Regions from separate parts of the Mus musculus genome. Here region 2 is linked to region 1. Evidence: chromatin contacts called from public ChIA-PET data. All regions are on one chromosome and are shown on one strand. The core of a region is the stretch at or near the end of the contact, and the rest is flanking DNA. Distances in the headings are between cores, read along the strand shown. Region 1 overlaps Morn1 (MORN repeat containing 1). Region 2 holds the start of Prkcz (protein kinase C, zeta).

The links. ChIA-PET counts read pairs in DNA pulled down with a chosen protein or histone mark.
Region 2: a contact with region 1 is called in an RNA polymerase II ChIA-PET map of memory CD8 T cells, with 7 read pairs. The contact joins the promoter of Prkcz here to the enhancer-like site in region 1. A contact is called at or near these places in 3 of 39 promoter capture datasets (liver and pre-B cells), 2 of 115 datasets of contacts at active chromatin or transcription factors (memory CD8 T cells and microglia) and 2 of 9 other capture datasets (adipose tissue and pancreatic islet).

What each region holds. Positions count from the first base shown.
Region 1 is chr4:155,123,012-155,130,256 of GRCm38.p6, reverse strand. It overlaps Morn1 (MORN repeat containing 1), which reads right to left. Exons shown (of 14, transcript NM_001081100.1): 11 at 1,457-1,578; 12 at 1,292-1,374. Among named protein-coding and RNA genes, the nearest start is that of Morn1, 40 kb to the right of the region's middle. Within about 2 kb of position 3,331, at least 90 of the 459 cell types and tissues checked have an H3K27ac peak or open chromatin away from gene starts, as enhancers often do. A contact at or near this core is called in memory CD8 T cells, where this site is marked.
Region 2 is chr4:155,358,111-155,365,355 of GRCm38.p6, reverse strand. Prkcz (protein kinase C, zeta) reads left to right here and starts at 3,928. Exons shown (of 18, transcript NM_008860.3): 1 at 3,928-4,204. The coding sequence starts at 4,134.

The DNA.
Region 1 (7,245 bases), core at 2,082-4,581:
CTGTCCCAGTGCCGCCTTTTAAGGGGCATCAAAGGCTTGTCAGTCTGCCAGCACTTTACCAGCCTCCAGTGTTCCTGGCTCGTCCTACACCCACTGCGTCACCGATGAGCAATCCTGCTGCAGGAGCGCCAGCAGGCAGCTCAGCTCTGGCAGGCCACAGGCCCTCCTTCCAGCCCCAGCACGCACAGCTCTTCTCTCTAGCCTTGCTGTTGGGTCAGTCTGCTCTGGCCCTGCGCTGGGCATTTCGTGTGAGCCCCACACTAAGGCAGTTCTCTCAGGACACTCTTGGGCTCCTGCCCTCTGCATAGGGAAGAAGGCTGCCACAATCTCCCGAGAGATCCGGCTGGTAACTGCAGGCACCCTTCACCTGTCTCCTAAGCTCTCTCCTGGCTACTTCAGGAGCAATGTTCTCTAGTCCACAGGCCTCCTTGGCTCTTGCCAGCCCTGCTGGCTAGTCTCTCAGGAACTGTTAGGACTTCATGCTCCAACTAGGTCCAATAAGGCCTACACCCCACATGTTTCACTAGCGGAACACCTGGTATGTGGGTGCTGGTGTTCTACAAGGTACCTACCATGCCATGGCTCATAGGTGCTAGAGCAGTGGGGGTGGCGCTGGCTGCCACATCCTGCTGAGTCGGCAGACACGCTGTCTCTTTACCTCTCACGGTGACAAGCAGCCCTCAGATTTGTCAGACAGAAATCCAGACTTGATTTAAGAGGGCCATTGCTGAATGGTAAGCCCTCATACCTCAGCTGCTTCTCCTGTGACAGGGGGCTAGTTACGGCGCCTGACTGGGTATACGCACAGCATACCCTGGCATGGAAGGTTGGGAAAACATGTCCATTCTCTGAGTGCCCCACCTGCTCCAGTGATCCCTGCCTGATATATATCCATTGTTGAGTGCTAACTACTTCTGAGGGACCTGTAGCCTTTCCCTGGACCCTGCTACCAGGCCTCCTGGGGCTCCACCTGGTGTTGGGGTGTAGGGCTTGCAGCAAGAGGACAGTAGCACTCTCTTGTTCCCCTTGGGCTTTTACTGGGTGAGCTACTTAGAGAGTGGCCATCAGCCATAGAGACATGGGTGCTGCACTCGGAGGCTCACTCTCTGGTGACAGGCTCTGGGCATGTGGTCTGTCTTCCTAGACGCCCTACAACTCCTGACCCTCACCTCGCAGGGCCCCTCACCATGGTGCCCTCAGAGAGGCAGGCCTAGAGGCAGCTAAGGTGCCAAAGGTAGGTGACAAAGGCCGGGGCTTGGCTGCGGCAGACCCCAGCTAGTGCACATCTTACCTGTTGGTGCCTTTTAGAGGTTCCTGGGCAGTGGGCAGCACCTCTGGGGAACTTGGGCCACCTTTAGGCCTGCCGAGAGTCTTCTGTGGGTCAGGCAGAAGGAGAGAAAAGGTTCAGAGGAGCCTGGGGTGGTAAAGCAGATCCCCCTATGGCCTCGAGGCCTACCTCCAGCGTGCCGGGCAGGAACAGGTAAGGCTGCATGCCAGGCGGAGGGGCTCCGAGGAGGATGTCCACAAACTCGGCACAGCCGTGGTCCACTTGCTGACAGCAGGGTTTGTGTCTCCTGGCTGGGCGGAAGTTTTACCCGGAAAAATAAAACAGAGAGAGGCCCTGTGAACCCTGAGCAGACGGAGAGTTTCACTGTCATCGGGTGAGTGGACGGGGGGCACGAAGCAGAGCCTGGCTGGGGACAAACCTTTGTCCTGGGTATTTCTCTCAGCTAGCCCAAAAGAGAGAGGAGTGTGGACAGGGAAGTGTGGAGGCTGGGAGATAACTGTGGACACGCAGGGCAGACAAGAGGAGCTTGGATCAGAAGCATGGGCCGGGCAGAGTGGATAGGACAGTGTGTGGAAGGGAGTGTGCGAAGAGGGCTATAGAGCAGGCAGCGTGGGTGGGGCAGCAGAGTGGCAAGGCACGGTCAGAGTGGACAGGTGGTCCTTCCCAAACACATAGCACACCACAGTCCACTTTCCTGTAGGACTAAGCTCCAGGGTCCTTCCAATGGCCCTTATCCTGAAGGTTCTTTATTGGAGAAGAGATGTGACCTCCTAAGAGCCAGAGGTCCAAGATGGTGTCTGTGTGTGTGTGTGTGTGTGTGTGTGTGTGTGTGTGTGTGTAGGGGGACTCTGGCTAGAGCAGGAGCCTCAGATGAGCTACAGAGGAGATGGGGTGTTTCATGAAAGACTTGCACAGCAAAGGCAGGAAGACAAGGGTAGAACAGAGGGCAGTTCGAAGAGGGGGTACAGTTTGGGCCAGCATCATTAAGGGTGCTGAGATGCCTTAAGACAATGTCTCTTTGAGGAAAAGGGGTCTTCAGATAGGAAGACTCTGGCCGGCTCCTTGGTGGGACTAGGCTGAGTGGGGGAGCATCTTTCATCTCTGTGTTAGACAGGGCCCTGGGGCCAGAGACATTAATGTCCCTTCCCCAGAGCCCCGGTTTGCAAGAGCTGGGCCTCTGAAATATCTCCAGATTACAGGTGGGAGAATTATTTCTCTCAGAGGTGTATTAATTTTGTCTTATGGTGCACTAATAAAAACCTTTTTCTTATGCAAGGGCATTTCTGAGCTAACGTCCTTCCCCGCAGCTCTGTGCCTTGCACCACTGATGTCCTGGGCAGTGACTGGGAACCGCAATGCTGACAACGTGGTTTCTAGCTCTCTGTACACTGGAGGACCATGTGGGCTGTGCTCTGCCACCTCCTTCAGAGCAAGTTCCAGGACAGCCAGGGTTACAGAGAAACTGGGTCTTGAAAAAAAACAAAGAAAACAAACAAAGAAAAGGAGCAACTTTTGGCATTAAGATCCCAGCTCTGTCTTCATATCTCAGAGGCTTGTGCACAGTTAGGGTGACTGCTGGGTGGCCCTGTACGTCAGGCTCTGACTGGCCATGTACTGGTTCTAGGGAGTGGAGTAGTGTACAGACCCAGCAGGATCTGATGGGTCCAAGGCTATGAATGTCTGCACCCCTCGGGCTAGGAGGTTCTGGTCACACAGCTAAAGGACTTCTCCAGAAGTCACAGCGGCCAGCTGGCACCTCCAGAGCAGCTGCTCAGTGCCGCTCATCTGATGACCTCCCTGCTGCCATGTTGTTGCTGGAAACTGCAAGTTCAGACAAGATGAACGGTAGCCATGACAACAGGACATTCCCATTACTGATGCTAACCACAATGCTTCATGGGAAGGATGACATGGAGTCCAGCTCCTCAGTCTACACAGGGTTGGCACTTGAGGCCGTCTGGATGTGTGGCAGACCTCTCCCTGCCCCAAGAAAGGCTGCCTGGTAGGCCACAACACTTGTTACAAGTCAGAGAGGCCTTCACTTCCTGCCTTTGCCTCTTTGATCCTTGGGGCATAACAGACTGCTGCCTCAACAGGCCTTTGCTCTGCAGGGATGGTGTTCAGGCAGGCCACCCAAGGTCCTCAGCTGCTCCCCCTATACTAACCCTGTGCGTATCTGGTGGGAGCTCTTAGAGGAGGGGTGACTCATGGCTGAGGAAAGGGGAGAGAGGCACCCACAAGTATGCGGTTTCCCTGGAGGAAAGGGGCCACTTGGCAGGACTGCCAGCTGGAGGCCTTGCTGGTTGCTCTTAGAAGTGTGAGGTGAAGCTGACTGACAGTTCAGCTGCCCAGGAACATGTATGCTTCTGTCCATGGCTTGTCCACGGCGGATGAGGACCCAGGTTTCATAAGAACACAGTCAGTACCCTCTGCACCCAGGCTTCAGGGGACTGTCACCTGTCCCTCTGTACCCAGGTTTTGGGGGACTGTCACCTGTCCCTCTGTGCCCTGGCTTCAGGGGACTGTCAGTTGTCCCTCTGTACCCAAACTCAAGGGGAGGGGGGACTGTCACCTGTCCCTCTGCACCCAGGCTTCGGGGGGACAGTCACCTGTCCTGACTGTCACCTGTCCTACCCCATCATCACTGGCTACTGCCCAGCCCCACACCACACCAGGCCCTGCTGCGGGTACCCCTCACTTAAGTTGGTCTCTGTTCTTCTGAGCAGACCCCCTTCTCTCTCTTCTTGAGTGTCACATTCATTCAGCGCAGCCCCAACTCCTTACCCCTGGGAGAGCAGATACACAGTTTCCTGCAATAGACACACACTGTCCCAGGATATCCACATAGTACAGCCACAAGCACTTGAGCCTCTAGACACAACTCCTGTCCTCCCCCTTAACAGAGAAACAGCCTTTGTCCAGTCCCGTGTCCCCACTCTTCTCACTATTCTGCTCCCTGGGCAACTCTGGAGCCTTGTGCTTGAGCCCAGGCTGTGATGGTCCCACCTGGGCTCTCTGTCCCCAGGCTGCCCTGGAACTCACTTCTCACCCCTGCCCCCAGCATAAGACTGGTTCAGACAGAGCAACCCCCTCCTCAATCCTCAGACTGAGCCCTTCCCCTCTGCACCCTGAGGCTACCCATTCTTCAGATAGCCCTAGAGTCCCTCTCACCAGCCACCTCTTGTGTCCCCAGGGCTTGGTGTTCCCTTCCCATCATGCTACACAGACTGTTGCAGGTAACACCTGGGGATGTCCTGACCAGTTTTGCCCCAGCTGCCGGGAATCTCTCTGGTTGTGGTGTGTCCCTCTTACTCAGTTCACCCTGGGGCAACCACTTCACCTGTGTCCACCCAGTCTGCAAACGTGGTCCATAAGAGAGATAAGGCAAAAGCCTCCTCAAGGCTTAAGATCTTACTGCCGAGGAGTGATAAGCCACTGAGCTGTTATCAGATAGGGGAACAGTGCTGTCAATAGGAGTGTCTGCCTTCCAGCCTTGGACAGCTTCGGGTGGGGGCGGGGAGAGGGGCAGGGAGTCAGTCACTTGCAGGAGAGGTATTACAACACTTTACGCCACGCCATCCCTGCAGCTGAGAGACCACCCTGGGCTGTGGGGTTGGGGTTCTCACTTTCACCAGTTCTGGGGCAAGGGTTTTACAGCAGATACTTTGTAGCTACCGAGTGCTATGGATATTTCTGCTACATTTGTAGCTACCTAGCCTTATGGATATTTCTGCTACATTTTTGGAGGCTCCTCTGCCCTGGAGCTACATCTGCTTACCTCCCCCAATCCAAGGGCCCAGGGATGGGATTCTTAATCTTTGGAAACCAACCCTAAGGCCTGCCAGTGCTGGTGGCAATTATGACTTTATCAGCAAGATAAAGGTTGCTGGACCACCTCAAGGGAGGGGGCTGGAGTCAGGGAAGAGGCTCTGCTAGGGATCAGAGCAGGCAGCCTGACCTCTCTGTGAAGGAAATACCAATTAATTATCTTTTTTACAGGCAAACCAATTAGACTCCCTAATCACCTGTGTAGGACACGGAGGCAGAAGGCAGAGAAACTGCAGGAATAAACAAGACGGAGAGGACAGGCCTCACCGTGAAACAGCCGCCCTGGGCCCAGGGCTCGCCAAGAGGAGCACAGGCCCAAGGCTGAGATATTTTCTTTGTTTAAGTGAATTAAAAAACTCAAATGTTACTAGCCCCGAGGGGACAGAGTGGGCTCGCCTGGAGGTGACCAGACACAGGGCATTAGTCTTCCTTGTGCACTCCATTAGCCAAGGAACAGTGCAGGGCCTGGGTAAGTTAGCGGCGGTAGGGTTCCCATCAAAAGGACACCTAGAGGAGTTGTGCATCCCACCAAGGGCCAGACAGGCACCCTGGGTTTTGACAACCGCCCAGGTGTCCAGGTGAGGGCTTCTGTGCCGTCAGTATGGCTGCCCTGATCATCGAGGGATGCTCTTGTTCTTTTGGCCTGGCTGTGGCTGGAGCTAACCTGGAGGGTCTGCCATCTGCTGACAGAGGTTCCACCCCTAGAGCAGTGGGCAGCAGTGCCTGATTTCTATCCAGTCTCTGCACGGGCCTCCCTAGCACGCAGCCCTCTAGCTCTCAGATTCCTTAGTTAGCTTTCCACGGGCCAGCAATCACGTGCGGCACCCGGAGGCTTCCAGGACCAGAGTCTGATTAAGCACTTCTTACACAGCTTGCACACACCCAGGGATCACCCACTGCCCCCTTTACAAGTGGGGGAACAGGCCCAGGCACACAGGGCCACAGGGCCCCGAGTGCCCCACTGCTCTGCAGGTGACCTGCCCTATGGGTTGTTCTTACTTCCGGCTGGGCTGAGGAATGGTTTACAATGTCTCTCACAGTCTCCAGCTGGTGGCACTGTTTTGGGAGGTTGAAGAAACTCTGAAGGGAATCAGGTCACTGGGGCATAGATTTGAAGGTTATATCAGGTCACTGGAGCATAGATGTGAAAGTTCTATCAGGCCTCTAATCTACTCTGTGGTTTCTGTCCATCAAGAAGTGAAGATGGAGGTAGGTGAGCTGGCTCAGTGGGTAAAGAACTTGCTGAACAAGCCTGAGGACTTGAGTTTGGATGCCCAGTGCAGTAAAAGCTGTGTACAAGCACCTCCGGCTCCGCCTGCCACCACCACACACTAATATATGGAAAGACCACCTACCTCAGTTATGTGTTCCTGCTGCTACAACATCTTGCCTAAGTGCATGGGGCCAATTGGCCATGGATGGAAACCCTGAAAACCATGAGCCAAAATAAAACTTTGTTCCTCTGAGTTGCCTGTGTTGGATGCTGTGTCATAATGGACCAGAAGTCACTACTACAGGTCATCTGTCTGGTCACTAAGGTGGAACTGTCTCAGTTTTGGAGGGCCAATGTCTGTGTCTGCATGCCACATGACCCCTCCTGAGGCTATACTATTTGACCTGGGGCTAGGGGGCCTAGATGGAGAATCATCTGTGTAAATGGCTATTTAATGTGTAGGAAAATACACGCCAGTATCTAGCTTCACCCCTGCCCTGCTCCCTCTCCCCATAGGCCAGTTTTTGATGTTTTTTTTCTTTTTGAGATTTTATTATTTAATGTGTTATGGTATTTGCCTGCATGTTTGCCTATGTACCACATGCATGTCTGATGCTCGAGGGGGCAGGAGAGGCAAAGGGGCCATGAGGTGCTGTGGCTGCGCAGAGCCCATCCTTACTGCACTCAACACTTGTCTCCCAGGAGGGACCCAGTGTGGTCTCCCTGCGTTCCTGAAGCACAGAGAGTGGAACTTATCCTTACCTACGGCCCTGTTTCCCATACTCTGAGTGTTTTTCAAGAGCTTGCCTTGGGACCCAGAGTGTGAACACTGGAGTGACTTTCCTGCTTGAGTTCTTCATGGTGGCTTTAAAAAAAAAAAAAAAAAGGGCAGGGTTTCATTCTATAGCCCAGGTGG
Region 2 (7,245 bases), core at 2,679-5,178, 230 kb before region 1:
CCACTTCAGTTAACCTCAGAGCTCAGTCCTCTGCTCTACTGGGAGGCTTCAGTACACTGCATGACATCTCTCCTAAGGCCCCTCTGGCTGTACATGGTCCGGGACTGGAACCTGAACTCACTGGCCTTCCCCACCCTTGTGGTTTTTCGAGACAGGGTTTCTCCATGTAGCTCTGGCTGTCCTGGAACTCACTCTGTAGACCAGGATGGCCTCAAACTCAGAAATCTGCCTTCCTCTGCCTCCCAAGGTCTAGGATTAAAGGCGTGCGCCACCATTGCCTGGCTGCAAAAGATGTTTAATCTTGGGTCCACCCTGAGAAGTTGGTACGGTACACATCCATTTTCCATGATGAACAACCAATAAACAGTTTGGAACCAAGGACTGTCTGACTCTTTCATTGAGAACGGCCATGGGGAGCATGGAGCAGGTCTTCACCTACAGAGCCACAGCCTCCTGCAGAAGACCTCTCTGTGCTTTCAGCCACCATCACAGCCAAGCTAAGGACCTTCACTGGTGAGCAAAGCCAGGACTTCCCTCCCCACCCCAAGCCCTGGGCTAGACTCCATCCTCAGCCGGCAGGTCCCCAACTCTGCTCTCAACTCCTGAGACTCAGGGGAGTCTGAGTGTCCAGGAGTTTGGGAGCGCCTGGTCCTGGCCTCTTCGCAAGCCTGTGGACCCCTGACATTTGTTCCTGACTCTTCTGTGTGGCACTCCATGGATGACCAGGTGCCCAGGGGTCTGGGAATACCAGCTTCAGCTTTCCCACACCTCAGACTGTGTTTTCCCACCCTCAGAGTGGTGCTCCCGGCATTTGCCCAGCGTGGGATAGACATGGTCAGCATTTTACCTCCCCAGCACCCTTTTCCACCAGGTTGCCTAGCCCATTCAAGGCATGCCTTGTTCTTTCCAGTATATCAGGAAGTACTGAAAGCTATACACTAAAGTGGGGTCAAGATGGCTATAGGGCTAGCTATAGGACGCCACATGTAGAGCTGGTCAGGTGGCCAGGACAACTTTCCTAGATCATGATTGCTGGGCAGGTGCAGGAGAGTCACAGTGTACTCCTACTTTGGTGCAAGATAGATGTTCTTCATCGTGTCTGTCCAGGCACCGTGTCACCTTCTGTCCAGTTGCCTTTTAGTGATGGGGGTGGGGACAGACCACTTACATAGACGTGTGTTGGGCAGGCATCAGAGAAGGTACCACAGACAGAGGATACAAGGTCATCCATGGGGTGGGTGAATGTGGGGGAATGTAACGGCAAAAAGGAACGAGGTCCCTGGTCCTATGAGCCTATCTGCCATGGTGAAAAACTAGCTTTCACCCAAGGGCAAGGAAAACAACCAAAGGCTTTTAATATATACATTAAAAAAAAAAGATTTATTTACACTATAGCTGTCTTCAGACACACCAGAAGGGGGCATCAGATATCATTATGGGTGGTTGTGAGCCACCATGTGGTTGCTGGGATTTGAACTCAGGACCTTTGGAAGAGCAGTCAGTGCTCTTAACCGCTGAGCCATCTCTCCAGCCCAATATATACATTTTTAATTTATGTTGTGTGGCCTGCGTGTATGTATGTGTACCATACCTGTGTTGGTGACCACAGAGACTGAAGAGTTCCTTGGATCTCCTGGAACTGGAATTTGAGTTAGGTGTGGGTGCTAGGAATAGAGACCCCTTCTGGAAGGGCAACCCCTACTCTTTACTGTTGGGCCATCTCTCCCGTTTCTACCAAAGGCTTTTTTTTTTTAAAGATTTATTTATTATTATATCTAAGTACACTGTAGCTGTCTTCAGACACACCAGAAGGGGGCATCAGATCTCACTACAGATGGTTGTGAGCCACCATGTGGTTGCTGGGATTTGAACTCAGGAGCTTCGGAAGAGCAGTCGGTGCTCTTACCCACTGAGCCATCTCTCCAGCCCCAACCAAAGGCTTTTAAAACACTAGACTACAACCCCAGCAAGGGCTGACTTGTTTGTTTTTGTTTTTTTGTTTTTTAAGAACTTGGACATTGTGTCATAATCCCAGCACAGAGAGGGAGGCTAGGCCAACAAACGGGTCTTAGTGAACTCAAAGGGAGGATGCACTGTAGATTGTGAGGATATGCAGAAACTGTGAGAATGCGTGGGGGTATGTGAGGTCTTGGGGGCACTCAGTGGAGGGTAGGGAGCCCTTGTCTTTAAAACAAAACAAAACAAAACAAACAAACGAAAACAATAAAAAGTAAAATGTAAAGGCTGTGACCAGAGAAAGGTAGACATAGCCTTGGAGAACAACACCCTGGCTGAATCTGTTGCTGTTAAGGGTTAAGCTGGACATGGTAGAGCACGCCTTTAATCTCGGCATGTTGGGGGGGGCGGGGGCGGGGGCGGGGGAAGACAAGCAGTCTGAGCTTGAGACTAGCCTTGACTACAGAGTTAGTTCCAGGACAGCATGGGATACACAGGTACATAGCTACACAGAGACAGACAACCAGACAAGCAGAAAAGTAAGTAAAAGTCCAAGCAGCACAGCCTAACTCAGGCTGTCATTTTAACCGCTTGGAAGACTGTGTGGCAGGAGGATTAAGGGTTCACCAGCTACCTTGCAGAGGACCTGCCACGCACCCACATGGCATCTCACAACTTGCTCCAGTTCCAGGGTGAGCCCAGAGCTCTTCTAACCTCTCCAGGGCACTGCACCCATGAGGTGTGCAAATACACAGGACTACACATGCTGGCAAAACAACAGTCATACACCTAAAATAAAAACTTTCGTCCATTTCCCAACGCTAAAATAAACAAAAATATGTCTGTGAACTCAGTGTGACACACATCTGGAATCTCAGCACTTAGGAGCCTGGGCGGGTGAGGACAAGGAGTGCTAATAGCCATGACAGAAGCTACAGAGGTGCAGAGAACCAGGTTTGAGTTCAAAGGGTTTTGAAAAATTATCTGAGGCATTACTGGGGATTACCGGGCTGGCTACAGCCTCCGTTTCTCTAATATTGAGATTGTAGGCATGCCACCATTTTTTTAAAAATTATTTTTAAGATTAAAGTGTTTAAAAGCCACTTAAAGCCTGCGGGGGTGGCATATGCCTTTAATCCCAGCACTTGGGAGCGAGAAGAAGGTGGATCTCTGAGGTCAAGGCCAGCCTGGTCTACAGAGAGAGCTCTAGGGCAGCCTGAGCTACGGAGAAAGCCTGTCTCAAAAAACAAAACAAACAAAAAGGCATCTGAAGATGACCAGGTGGCTGCCAATAGGTGTCTTCTAGAGAGAACGCGGGATGTAAGATCAGGGCCGCTGCGTCTTTTCAGCCCTCCAGCGTCACCTCAGTGCCTGGCACCAAGAAGAACCAGGCACGCGTGTGGAATGTAAAGCGAAGGGCTAAGAAGACCTTACGATTCTCCAGATCTGTTCGGCGGAGAAGCTAACTGGTGCAGAGGCGGCGAATAAAGACAGGCCCTCCTGGCTGGGGATGCGGGATGCCCCTGAAGTTGGGAGGGCTGGGACCGGAGGGCCAGACCAGCTCGCACTTTGAGGAGTTGCTCAGCTCCTCGCAACCTCGGGGACGCTGCGGACAGCTGGAGTTCGTACTCCGAAGGTCTGAAAACATCGGACAACCCGCACCTCCAAAAAGTTTGCCCGGCTTTCAGCACAACAGACCCAGCAGACTCAGAAGCACGGGGCGGAGTGGCCTGACTGTCCCTGGACTATTCGGGTCGCCGCCCGTTGCCGGGCAAAGCCACTACGTGCGCGCTCCCATTGGCCCAGGGCCGCGCCCGACAGGTAGTTCATCCTGCACTCTGGTTATTGGGCCGCGGCCGCGCGGCCCCCCGAGGATTGGCCCAGGTGGCGGCCCCGGGGAGCCCTCATTGGCCACAGGTGCCTCCCGCCTCGTGGATTGGCCGTCTCGATGGCCAGGTTCCGCCCCCATCCAGTGTGCCCCCAGCTCCGCGCACCGCCCAAGTTCCGCGGAGTTGGCGAGGCGGGTGCCGTCTGTCCCGTGCTGCGCGCTCCCTTCCGCGCGCTCCCTTCCGCGTTCCGCCGTCTGCCCCGCCTGGCAACCCGGCCCTTCTCCGGGGCCGCTAGCCATGGCCGGAGCGCCCTGGAAGCAGCGCTGACGGCGGCTGGCTGAGTGCGCCATGCCCAGCAGGACGGACCCCAAGATGGACCGGAGCGGCGGCCGCGTCCGTCTGAAGGCGCACTACGGCGGGTGAGCGCGCAGCGCCGGACAGCGGGCAAAGCGGGTTGCGCGGCGGTGGAACTTCGGGGCTGTCGGGGTGCTGCGCGCGAAGGAGGCAGGGAGGCGACGACGAGGCGCCCCGGGAGCTGCGGTGGCGCCCTTCAATGTGGCCCGAGGGAAACCTCGAGGGCGGGGCGCACTCCGCCTAGCTAGTTCTCTCTGGGCGCACACAGCAGGCAGGTGTTGTTGCGCTCCTAGCCTTGGTCTCAGTCAGGGACTTTAAGGACAAACTTGCATGGTCTATAAAAGTTTTCATCAGATTGTGAAAACCTCTGGTGCATTAAAAAAAAAAAAAGTAAAAAAAAAAAAAAAAAAAAACAACAACAAACCCAACACACCCAAGATTATTCAAATTGGCCGCTGTTTAAGTGTAAGGAAAACCTTTGATCCATGGCACGCACAAGAATGCTTGAAGTTGTGGGAACACCAGAGCACATTTTCGCAGCTTTGGTTCGGGGGGGGGGGGGGGGGACGGGGGACAGAACTTTTTGAAGCTCTCCAGAATAGTCTTGCCCTGTTTTTTAGGACAGGGATGATGGTCTTTTCCGTCACATTCCTGGAGGTGGTTTTGGGGGCTGGCCTCGGCCCTTAGCCCTGGATTCCGCCTTGTTTTCCGGGAGGGAGAGGGTGGAGTGGGGAGGGGACCGATAGGGGCATGACAGTGGTTAGTATGGTTGTCCAGGAGCATTGAGTGATGAGAGCGGAGTGATGGTGTTGGTTTTCTGGTGGCTGGTTCGCCCAGGCTGGGTCGGAGAATCCCATAATCTTGCCCCTGATTGTGTAGACAGAAGAGGGTAGAGGCCTAAGGCTTTGACAGCTTCTTGCTTAGGTGCTGTGTGTCCTGGAACCAGCCTGGGTACTCCCAGGTCAAGGGTCAAGGGTCGAGGGTCGCTGCTCTTGGGAAGGAGAAAGGGAGTGGAGTGGAATGCTGGTCCTGTGGCTGAACTGGGCTCTCAGCATTCCTAGGAGTTTTACAGAGTGGCCGGTCCCAGCCACAGAGACAAGTGACTGGTCCTTTGGAAGTGGTTCCTTGCCTGGGTAGAAGATTCTCTTTTCAGCCTCAGGCCAACTTCTGGTGGTCCTGGATTTGGAGGCGGGTTTCTGGTACAGCCAGAGAAAGAAAGATTTCGGGGGTTGGGGGTGGTGGAGGCAGCCAGCCTCACCCAAAGTTGAGGTCTGCAGCCCTGACTCTGGCCTGGAGTGCCCTGCCAAAAGGGAACGCTTAGCTGTGTCCTCTGGCTTGCCAGATTCTGTAGTGAGCCTGCTAAAGCTGACAGACTCTCTTCTGCCTGGAACCCCCTAAGCTAAAGCCGAGGCCCTCAGGGGAGGGACCCACCCTTCCCTTAGGGCGGGTTTAGCGCACACCTTAGGGTCATGGCTCACCTTGGACAGTTCCCCCAGTCCTGGACTTGTCAGTCTTGCCTACCCCTCCCTCCCTTTTGCCCCTGGGGAGCACTTTGGTTACTGGCAGTGTAATTCAACCTGTTGACTCCAGTTTCCTCAACTGACAAGAGCTGCACCCCCTTCCTCTTCCTTCCCCTCTCCCTTTCTCCACCCCTTCCTGCACTCTCCCGTTTCTCCCCACTTCTCCACACCACTGCACCCCTTCTGTACCCCCCCCACCTCCTTTCATCTCCCCCTGGAAGAGTCTCCTCCACAGCCTTCCTCCCCACTTACTCTGAAATCTGCCAACTGGGTGCCTCTCCAGAGCTTGAGCCCCAGGCAGAGATACTCTCTCAGCTGTGAAAGTTGTGGATTGGGGAAGATGTTCTGTCCAGGAAGGCAGTGTCTTGGAGGCTCAGGGTTAGACACTGCCTTAATGGAGGTGACAAAGTTGAGAGTCAAAGATACAGCCCTGTCTTTAGACAGTGGTGGCCATTTGTCCTCTGGTTGTTCCTCGGCTCCTCTGAGGCTTGAGAGGAGTGCTGCCACCAGTGGTCACCTGTATTTGAGGAGTCAGGCCACTCTGTGTTCTCAGGGGATTACAGGAGAATTTGACATTCAAAGCTGAGGTGCCTGCTTTTCTGAAACTCCAGACAGTACAGGGGGTGGGTCTTCCCTCCTGTTGAGGCTCTTGTTACAAACTTTCAAGTTGGAGGACCTGCTGTGGTCCTTGAAGATGCAAGAGTCAGTCAGGGATGGGTGGTCCATCTGACTTCAGTGAGGCGGGGTTGCTTAGAGCTGTGGTATAAAGAGAGCTCTGCAAAGACTGCTTGACTGAGGGGGCATTTGACCAGGGTGCACCTCTAAGGTCTACTTGTCCTCTGGGCACTGGAGGCTGTAAGTGGAGGATGATGTCTAGGGGTTCAGAAAGAGGTCTAAGAAAGGGATGTCAGCCTTGATTTCCAGAGTTTCCCAGTTGGAATTCTGGCCAATGCTGAGTATGTTGGGCAGCCTGGACACTATGACAGGGTGACCCAGTTGACAGAGGCCTGGGGATGGGGCTTGGTCTGTGGAGTCCCTGCTTTGGACATCTCTGCGCCTCAGTTGTTATCTGCCATGATTCTATGGGAGTAGGAGCAGGATCTGTTTCTGTCACAATTGGGGGCCTGGGCAGGTGCTAGCCGGCTGGACTTTGTAGAAAAAGGGGGCAACTAGGGACATCTATCCCTGACTCTAGGTGAGATCCATGGGCCATCAGGTCCCAGAAGGTCTGGCTGGTGTTGAGGGTTGGGTAGGTGCTGGATCCTTTTGCTCTGAATTTTGTCAGTAGACAGTGTCTTTGTTTATAGACACTTGTGTGACCCAGTTTAGAAGCCAGGGGATCAACAGGAGCCTCAGCCAGTATTTCTGTTTCAGAGATTTTCAGATTTCCTTTCTTAAGCCCCTTTTCCCCAAGAATGTCAGACATGAGTTGATTTTCACTGAAGCTTCGGTGAGGGTGTGGTTCCCGCTTAGTTTCCATGGGAACGGGTTGCCTCTGCCCTTCCCTAAAAGCAATACAGGGGAGCAACATCCCCACTTCTCATATTCCTCCTCCAGAGCATGTCTCTGAGCCATCTTCTACTACA